Linked DNA regions of Gossypium hirsutum: region 1 is linked to region 2. A link is a contact called in public Hi-C data. All regions are on one chromosome and are shown on one strand. Each heading gives the region's core, a stretch centred on a gene start, on an enhancer-like site or on the middle of the called end of the contact. The rest is flanking DNA. Distances are from core to core; before and after follow the strand shown.

What was found. A called contact is a pair of places that touch in the nucleus more often than the background predicts.
Region 1: a Hi-C map of leaf shows a contact between it and region 2, with 2.7 times the contacts expected there. The contact joins the promoter of LOC107950670 here to the promoter of LOC121215356 in region 2. A contact is called at or near these places in 4 of 34 Hi-C or Micro-C datasets (hypocotyl, leaf and petal).

Annotation. Positions count from the first base shown.
Region 1 is chrD03:10,766,970-10,772,215 of Gossypium_hirsutum_v2.1, reverse strand. LOC107950670 (PRA1 family protein F3) reads right to left here and starts at 2,929. Exons shown (of 1, transcript XM_016885557.2): 1 at 1,686-2,929. The coding sequence starts at 2,479. The coding sequence ends at 1,922.
Region 2 is chrD03:10,636,755-10,641,830 of Gossypium_hirsutum_v2.1, reverse strand. It overlaps LOC121215356, which reads left to right and starts at 3,110. Exons shown (of 7, transcript XM_041089740.1): 1 at 3,110-3,957. The coding sequence starts at 3,379.

The DNA of each region.
Region 1 (5,246 bases), core at 1,680-4,179, 130 kb before region 2:
CGACTATCATCATTTGCCTATAACCAAAACCCATAAACCCATACCATGCTTCTTTTTTCACTACCAATTCGACTTCTTGGTATGTTAAAAGAAACAAAGAAGGTAGAAAAACAGAGGGAGAAGTAGAAGAGAATGGAAAAAAAAGAAAGAAAAAGAAAGAAAGTTAAAAGAACATAAAAAAAATTAAATTGCTCAAAACGAAAAATTATGGGGACCAATTGTATAATTTAACTTAAAATTTTTGTTTGAAATGATGATTTAACGTGCCACCTCAGTTTACCATTACACCATTAACGACAATTAATAGCTCAGTGACTAAAATGTTACAACACGATAACGTAAGTGACTAAAATGTAACATTTCAAACATAAGTGACTGAAATGTAACCTAAGGTAAACAAAAGTGACCATGGGTGTAGTTTACCCTATATATATATATCTCTTTTGAAACCAAAAAGTGGCATTGCCTCATTCTTCCAACTTCATGCTGGATGTTAGGCATAGGATTCTGTTTCTTTCCATTTCGCCAACCTAACTTCTTTTTTCCCTTATATTTTGGGGTTTAATTATTTCAAAGATTGGTGAATAAACGTTTTCAAATCCCATTGTCGGAAGGAGAGTTTGGCCCTTATATTTGGCTTCAACTCAAATCCTTCAATCTTGTGCATTACAGCAAGTGTCATCCTCATTGTTCACTCCTGACAACTGCACCCTATCCATGTGCCTTCACCTTTTGCTGTAAAAGCAATGTGAATGAAAATGAAGCCTAATTAGGACCCATCCCTCTTCACCTTTTCAAATTATATAATTTGCCTTCGTTTTTGTCTCTCCAATTATTTAACATTCAATCTTGGTTTGAGAACTAAATTATGATAAATTAAAGTTTAGAACGGCGAAATTTATAAGATAAATTATGTTTATGGTCACTTTTGTTTATTTCAAGTTATATTTTAGTTATTTATATTTGAAATGTTACGTTTACATTTTAGTTACTTACATTATCACGCTGCAATATTTTAGTCACTGAACCGTTAATTACCGTTAACAATAAGCTGAAGTGGCACATTAAATCATCATTTAAAATAAAAATTTTAGGTTAACTTATACAATTAATCCCTATAATTTTTTATTTTGAGCAATTTAAATTTTTTCTTTTTTGTTCTTTTAACTTTCTTTTTTTTTCATTATCTTTTGCTTCTCTCTCTGTTTTCCTATCTTCTCCATTTCTTTTAACATATTAGGAAGTCGAATTGCCAGTAAAAAAAGAAACATTGTATGGATTTATGAGTTTTAATTATAAGCAATAATGGCTTTCGACTTCTTGTTTATTTCTAAGCTGTCAAGTTGACTTCCTACTATGTTAAAAGAAATTAAGAATGTAAAAAAATAAAAGGAGAAATAGAAGAGAATAAAAAACAAAAAAAGTTCAAAGAATATAAAAGAAAAAAAATTAAATTACTTAAAATAAAAAATATAGCGATTAATTATATAATTTAACCTAAAATTTCTATTTAAAATAATGATTTAACGTGTCATGTCAACTTATCATTATACCATTAACTATGATTAGTAATTTAATAACTAAAATATTACGTCACATTAAAGTAGCATTTCAAAAAAATGATTAAAATATAATATTATTGTACTATTCCTGCCTAAAAAATCTGATCAACAGATTCCTTAATCTACCATTCAAAAGTCAAAGCAAACTTTTCATTCAATTACGACTGAGGGGATCAAACAATACCATCTTGAAATGAATTTAACATTTAACAACTTTAAAGAAGAAATTAAATAACCCCCCATTAAATTAAACAAACAATCAATCAATCAATCAAACAGAAAACCAAAAAATTGAGATCATATAGATATGCCAATAATAACTCACCACACATAAAAAGAATTACAAAAGAAAGCCAGAATCATGAAGAAGATGAAGGTCCAGAAATCAAGCCTTCCCCGGATTCTTCATCATACAAATCATCAGTCCTCCGGAAGGAAGCGTGGACCAAAACCACAACCGCACCAATCAAAAGCGACACCAAAATATTGGTGGTGGCATCAGTCAACAGCAGGAACAAGATGGTCAAAACCCCCAACACCACCAGCACCACGCGGTCGTCGATCGTACGGCGGAAAACAACTAGAGGCTCATCCCTCAGGAAATACAAGAACAACCAAGCGGCCATCATAGCTACGAAGACTAAGAGGGAGATGGGGTGCCATAACAGGCTAAGGAAAAGGATGAGAAGCACGATCATGGCGTAGTTCATGCGGAAGTAAGCAACGTTAGTTCTGACCCTGGTAATAGCTTCGGAGAGGTTCCCAGGGAAGTTGATGGAGTGAAAATTGAACATAAGTTTCCATGGACGCCGAGCTCCAAGCCCTTCTTTGATACGTTCCTTGGCTCGAGATAGGTATTCGATGTTCGCCGAGGGTCCTGCCGTCGATGAAGTCGGGATTGTGCCGTAGTTTGTCATGTTTTCTTTTTGGGGTGGGGGGGTTTGAAGTTCAAAGGTTTGACCTTTAGAAGAAAGATCAAGAATTTACTGTGAAGGGAAATACAAAGAGGTTGGGAAAGGCGTGGGGAGCTGGGAAAATAGAGGAATAGAAAATTAAAAGGGATGGGTGCAGGTGGGTTTATAGTATGATTGTGAGGTCTAGATGCGAATGAACGATTTAGATATTTGTGTGAGATCCAGCATTAGCCTTTGATTTACATATAACATTATTTTGGACTTCACACAAAAACTTAATATTCTTTGCCAACAAAATAAATAAAAAATAGCCTAATCTTTAGACTTTGGCATCCATCTTTATCTGTTTGTGTAATGACAAAAAAACCACCATTGGTTTTGCTTCTGTTGAAGCTCATCTTATAAATGTTTCTACACTTGTGTTTTGCAAATAAAAGATCATGAACAATTATAACTTGAATCAGGCATAAAATGAGAGTATATAGAAATCCATCAAAGAGTTATTACAAACCAAATGAGTTCCAAAATAAAACAGAGCTAGAATTTGAAGGTAAAAATTAAACAACCAGACATTTTCATTTCCTTCAATTCTCTCCCCCTTTTGATAAAGATGTCAAAAGCTCCCTTTTACCAAGTGGTATGCCCTAGATCATCGATAAGACTTGCAAACCTCCTCTTCTTCTCTACTAACTTCTGCATATCAGTGTTGATGCTGTTCAATTCAATCTTCACTTAATAAATAACCTTGGCCTTTTGAGTTGCTGCAAAAGGCCATATGTTGGAACATTGGCTTCCTCAGTATCATCTTCTTGGAAATCTTAAATCTTAGGTTCAAGGGATACAACCTCTTCCTTCTTCTTGATAGTTGATAAATAAGAGAAGGAAAAAGGTAGGGATCCAAATACCCTAGGAGGCTTTGCATTTTTAACAATCGGGTTACAAATTATTTCTCCTAGATTTAAGAATGAGTTGATGCTTGATGGTGTCCAATTATGTGAAGGATGGCATATATTACACTCAAATATCTAGGAGACAAAAGGTTACAATAGAACTGCTGTATATCTCCTTGACAAAAGATTTCGCATATGAGATTGACGTCATAAGGTTTTGAGCATTCAAGTGATTTAGAAGACTAACCTTTTCAAAACCTACATAATCTATGTTTCTCTCTTTAACAAAGCTTTCCTAGAGATAGTTTTTCATCTTTTTCGTAGCATATTATTCCAAAAACGAGAGGCCTTGGTGGTTTTACCTGGATAGTATTAAACTCAAATTTTGATCTTGCTCCTTTTTCCTTTTTGATCCAGTGACTGGTTCAGTGGATTCCATGGGCTATTTTCTTTTCCTTTTTGCTTCTCTATGCTTAGCAGCCAAAGGTACTTCAAGTTCAATGGCCTTAACATCAGCCATTAGTTCATTGTGCTTAGAAACATCTTCTGTTCTGTTTTCTGTCGCATCAGTTGTTTCAACATGAGTTTCGATAGCTTGTTAACCAATCGAAACTGCATGCTCTCCAGTCCCTTGATTTTCTTCTTGTACCAAGACATCAATCACTCTCTCAATCTCTATCCTGATTATTAATGTTAAGATCAATATTTAAATCTTCTAAAACTTTAGAAGTTACCTCTTGAGCATCTTGGAAATCCTCTTCTTTTGCAATCAAATTAGTTATTGTCTTCTCTAGTTCCTCTCTTTCCAATGGTTCCAAGGGCTTCCAAAGTGGGGTTTGTGCACCATGTTTGAAACCCTTGGTGACAAGTTGTCAAAAGAATGCTTGGACCTCTCTTAGTTCTGACGGAGGGTCTGGTAAATCATCAAGGATGACATCAACTCTAACTGTTGCAGTAATGGATGCAACATCTTCAACTGAAATTAGCATTGTCACCATTCTTGCTGCTACTCCTTTTCTTATTCTTTGAGATCTTTGAGAAGATTGTTTTCTCTTCTGGTTTTTGCCATTTAGGTGAAAAAATTGTAGAGAATGAAGTATACCAGAGGCAAAAAAGAAGAGAATTTTCTGATTTTAGAGCTTCAAGGGAAACCTTCTTTTAGTAAATGCTCAGATGAAAATAAGGTAGCTGCCAAGTAAACGACGACTCCATTCTTGTGTCATGCCTAGGACTGCTAATAGACTAACTCACCCAGCCCCAATGGTAACTAAAAAAGTTAGATAACTAAAAAAGTTAGAGAATTTGGATAAAAATATAAGTCCGAAAAATAGACTTGAACAAAAAATAAGACTAATTTAAAAATTGAGTTGAGCCTCGAGTAAGACCTTTTAGGCTTGAGTTTGACCCGACCCGACCCAAATTCACAAAAATACAAAAAAGAATTGCTATTTTTTGTTGTTTTAATTTATTTTCTTGTTATTTTTTTTCTATTTTGTTACCACCTGTTTTATTGTTAATTTTGATATTATTAAGGGACATCTATTTTAGTTTTATTTAAGTATACATAATTTTTAAAATTAATTTTCAATTTGTTGAGAAATATTTATTTTAATATTTTTAGTATTTTTGATGTATTATATATTTAAAATTATATTTATTTTGTTATTATTTTAGAGGCATGACTCATTTGGTTGTTTATATTAAATTTATAATATTTTTATAAAATTAATTTTTATTTAAAAATTTTAATTAACTTCTTCAAAAATTAAACATATACAAAATATTTAAAAATAATTAACTAATTTAAAATCAATTATATTAATATTATTTAATTTTAAAATATTTAATATTAAAATAATACAAAATTTCTAGGTTTACTA
Region 2 (5,076 bases), core at 1,861-4,360:
GCCTGTGATTTTTTATCCTCTTTTGAGGAGTTTTTTCACGTAAAATTTGTGTGTTCGACCTTTTTTATTCTTATTTTCTTCAACTTGTTTGTTGTATAATTGGATATATCCCTTACAAACTGGTATTAGAGCTAGTTCGACTTCCGCAAGTAACCCATTCAGAGATGGCATGTAACGACCCGGTTTCCAGTTGTGTCAAAAAAATCGGTTCTGAAATGTCATTTTCATAAAATGTGTTCATAGACATTAATATTTAATATTTATGAGATTAGTATAAAATTATATTAAGTTAGTCTAGTATTTTTTTCTTAATTAATAGTAAATTAAGGTACAAGTGTAATGATACCAAAGTTAGTGGGAGTTAAAAATTATGATTCCGAGATCTCATTTCCATAAACTAAGTCAGTAAATATTATTAAATAATATTCATGAGTTAATTATAATTTTATATTAAATTTTGATCTGATAAATTTGCTAATTGGACAATTAGTAAAAGTATCGTGCATTGGTTCTAAAGTCAGTGGTTTTGGGAATTGAGGTATCGGGACCTCATTTTCATGAACCGGACCCATAATATTTTTATTAAATATTTACAGAATTATATCATAAGTGAATTGAATTTCGACTAGATAATTTCATTGAATTAGTGCTTAATTTAAGTACATGAGCTAAATTATATAAGTGGTAAAAGTGCAATTCATAAAAGAATTATGGTTAGAATTAAATAAAGGGACTAAAGTGACAATTAACCACTAAATCCCATTGAATGGGGAATTAACATGTGCATAAATATATATGCATGGTACCAAAATATTAGTTTCCTGCAAAAGTTGTGATTACATTAGTTTCTCAAAATTCCAACCAAAATCGAATCAAATTTCATCGGATTTTTAATTTTATTTAAATTTTTTATTTCAAGTTCTTTTTGCTAACTTAAACATAAAATAAAATGTTTACTTTTATATTATAAAAAATTAAAATTAAAATTTAATTAAAATAATTATAATTTTTAATTTGCAAACGGGATCACATTAATTAGATCACCGGATACATTTAAGTAATAATCAAATTAAATGCTACTTTTTTTTTTCTTTTTGGATTTTCTTACTTTAGTATTACTTTGAAACACTTTTGAGAATCATTCTTAAGCAAACTATTTTTTTAGAGAAAAATGTTTCTCACACCCCAAAAAAGTAGCTCAAAAGTACTTTTTTGAGAAGCTGAAAAATTTAATTTCTCCGTAGAAGTCTAAACATTATATTCTCCGAATTTGAGCGTAACACTTAGGCTATCCAAATTTGACCGTAACATTTGGGCATTGTTTGATGGATTATTGAAATAATATAGTTAAAAATTAATATTTTTAATGATTTTTTACACATGTTTGGTAAATCAAAATAAAAAAATTTGATAGAATTGTTTTATAAAAAATTTAATTTTATATTATTTATTTTAATATTATATTATAATATAAAAAATTTACATTAATTTTTTTATTTAAAATAAGGTGAATATTTAAAAATTAAGGATAAAATGTAGAATATAATTTTTATAATTTAAAAATATATTTTTCAAACAATCTAGTTATATTCTACAATTAATTTTAAGTAATATATTAAATAAATTTATAACTTAAATTCAGTACTTAATTTTTCAATTTATCAAATAACACCTTGGTGTCAACAAGTACTTAAAACAACATACACCATTTATCATTACACTAATGATAAAGTAACATTATTATTTTTTAGTTTCTAATTTATGCCGATATCAAGCCATGCAAAATTTAAGCTATATTTTTGCTAATGAGACTTTGACAATTGTTGATACAAAGTATAGGAAGAAAGAAAAGTAAGGAGGAGTAAGTAGTAGTTTTAAGGAAGGCGATTCATGTGAAAAGGTCGAGAACCAGAACTAGGACAAGAGGACAATTGCTTGCCATGAAAAAGATTATCCTCATCCAATGTGTGAAAGATGTACATCGTGGGGCCTGTTATGTTATTCATTCAATTAGTACAAGATTGTTATGTCCAACTAGACCTCTTATAGTGTGTTGAGAACGGATGATCTCACCATAGGGTGTTAAGAATGAATAGTCAAGCAATACATAGTTTTAGATGGAGTCAATAGAAAAGTCAACGATATTTCTAGTGTAAATCTCTTTACTTTTCAAATTTAAAAATACAAATTTAATTGTTAATATTATTAAAATTTTTTAATTTAAGTATATTACATTATTTTTTGTAGATGATCAAGTAAGTATTTTTTATTATTTTAAAATGTTAAACTAGCAAATTTAAGAAAAGAATAAAAACATAGTTAATATTGAAATATTAAATTCTTAAAAATATATATATACAAAAGTAAGGTAAGTATGCATATTTTAACCTATTATATTTAATGACCAAAACCGAAACACAATCCCATTGACTATCATATTGGGTGGGCAGTACCACTTTGATCATTTTCCTTAATCAACGGCTTTAAAAATTAAAACTACTTAGCTAAAATTTAGTAGCGTAAACTATTAAAATAGTCATTTTTGTTTATCTCACATTATATTTTAGTCATTAAGCCATTAATTATTGTTAAAAGTGTAACAGTAAGCTGACGCGATACGTTAAATCATCATTTCAAACAAAAAATTTAGGTTAAATAATACAATTGGTCTCTATATTTTTTCGTTTTGAGTAATTTAATTTTTTTCTTTTATGTTCTTTTAACTTTTTCTCTCTTTATTTTTTATTCTCTTTTGCTTCTTCTTTTGTTTTCCTCCCTTCTCCATTTCTTTGAAAGTAGTTTTTCTATATTTTCTATTTGTTAAAATTAGAGGCGAAGAAGAAAAGGAAAATAAAGAAATAAAAAGAAAAAAAGTAAATTATTTTAAAAAAATAAAAGTATAGGGGCTAGTTTTAACATGCCACGTTAGCTTATCGTGTCATTAACGGCTCAGTGACTAAAATGTTACAACACGTTAACATGTAACTAAAACGTAACATTTCAAACATAAGTGACTAAAATGTAATATGAGCTAAATAAAAGTGATATTTTGGTAATTTACCCAATTTATTATGATTATATTATCCCAAAACCATTAACGTATTACACAATTACAAACACTGCCTTCGCCCCTCTCGTTTTGAATCATTAGGAACAACGTACAACAGAACATCCAACACTTTTATATCTTTCTCTTTGTTCCTGTTTTTTTTTTTTGCCAGTCCTGATGACGCGTTTTAATGGCGGCTGAACCTTGAAATATTATGCCTCTTTAGTTTTTCATTCATTCATTCATTCCTTTTCCTTTTCCTTTTTTTTTGTTTTGTTTTTTTTATGTTTGGTTTTGTTTCATAAACTTCAAACCAATAATCCCTACAAATGTTTTTCATCTGCTTTCTCTTCTCTTTCGCTCTCTCTTTCCTGTTCTTTTTATTTTCTTTCTACTATAAGAAAAGGCTCCATAAGCAACAACATCCACAAGACGAACAAGGAAAATCCCAGAATGAACCGGCCCTTTCCAACCCTTCTCTCTCCCATAAAAATGGCCAAACTCGGGAAAACGATTCCACCCATTTTCCCCATTCGCTTCTGCTAGAGATCTTGCCTCCTGATTCTACACAATGGGCTGATTTGTTTACAGGTGAAAGCCATCCCAGGGAAGAAACGAGGCAAGTTGGGTCGGTTGGAGAAGGGGACCTGTTTGAATCTCAAAGCGCGAAGAAGAAAAAGAAAAGAGGAAAGAAGAAGAGATTGGATTCCAAAGGCGAAGAAGAAAATGAGGAAGACAGAAAGAAAAGGGAAGAACCAGGTCAGAGTTGTTCGGGTTCTCGGGTCAAGCCCCAGCTGGTTTGTTTGTACCCTTTTACATCAACGAGTAGTGCAACGCAAAGGAAGATCAAGCAGCAATACGATCAGCTTGTTAAGTGTCATGGAAACAAAGGATTGACATTAGCTCAGGTTTGTTGAAGTTCCACTTTTTTCTTGATGTTCTTTAATCTATTGATTAACTTGACAAGTACTAATAAAGGATACCCTTTTTATAATTTGTATTGAATTATTGTAGTTTAAGATTTTTGCTTTTGAATGTTGCTTTATTGTATGGGTTATCTTGATAGTAAAGAAAGTCCCATTGTTGCTTCTTATTGTAAGATATCTTTAAGTGCTTTTTAGTTCTTTAACTACCTTTTGACTATCTAAAGAATAGTGTAATCAAGTCCTTTCTCATTTCAAGCAATAGTTTAAGTTTGTATTCTTTGATTTCCATCGAGGTTAAGACTTATCCAATTTGAAATTCTTTGAGTTTGTGTTTTTTTTTGTTCAACAAGATGTATGAAGCGAATCTGATACTTTTAGCCTGAATTAGGACACAGAATAATCAATTGAGGTAATAGGACATATTTGGACATGACTTGGAAACAAGGTTTTTCTTTGGCTGTTTAGTTAAGATGACCCCTTAAACCATGTGGATGGCCTCTTCATGGGGATCTGCTCTGTAGAGCTCATCATTTATTGAAGTTTTGTCATTTCAAATGGATTAGATGACGCTCTAAATTAAATTGCAGGTTAGATGAACTAAATCTGTGTATTTCCGAAAAAAAGAACTAGATTGAAGGCAGTCTTGTTTACCTGCATTTGAGATAGTCAGAAATGCTTGTGTTCTCATCTTTCTGGTGCTATAATCATAATATACTTATATGTATACGGAGAGTCAATTCTACAAGTATTCTTTAAAGAAGCTGGGCCTCATATAAAGTTGCTAGTACAAGAAGATCATGGTGAAATTTTCATCTTTTCTTGTATGATATAAAGGATGAGGCTAGTTTAAGGTATCATAGAATAGTATTTAATTGAGGGACTTGAGGATTTTGGTAAAGTTTGGCGGGGCTAGTTTCAAGTTTTTACTGGTAGATTCTGGCGCTTGCTTCTCTGTAGACAATGTGCTGGAAGCATCTAAGGACTTCAAATCAATTGGCAAAATGGATATTATTGTTCTAGAGACTTAGATGAGCTAACTACATAAGTATTTGGTAGAAATTTTTCAGCTACATAAGAAAGTAATTATATTGTTTCTGTTAC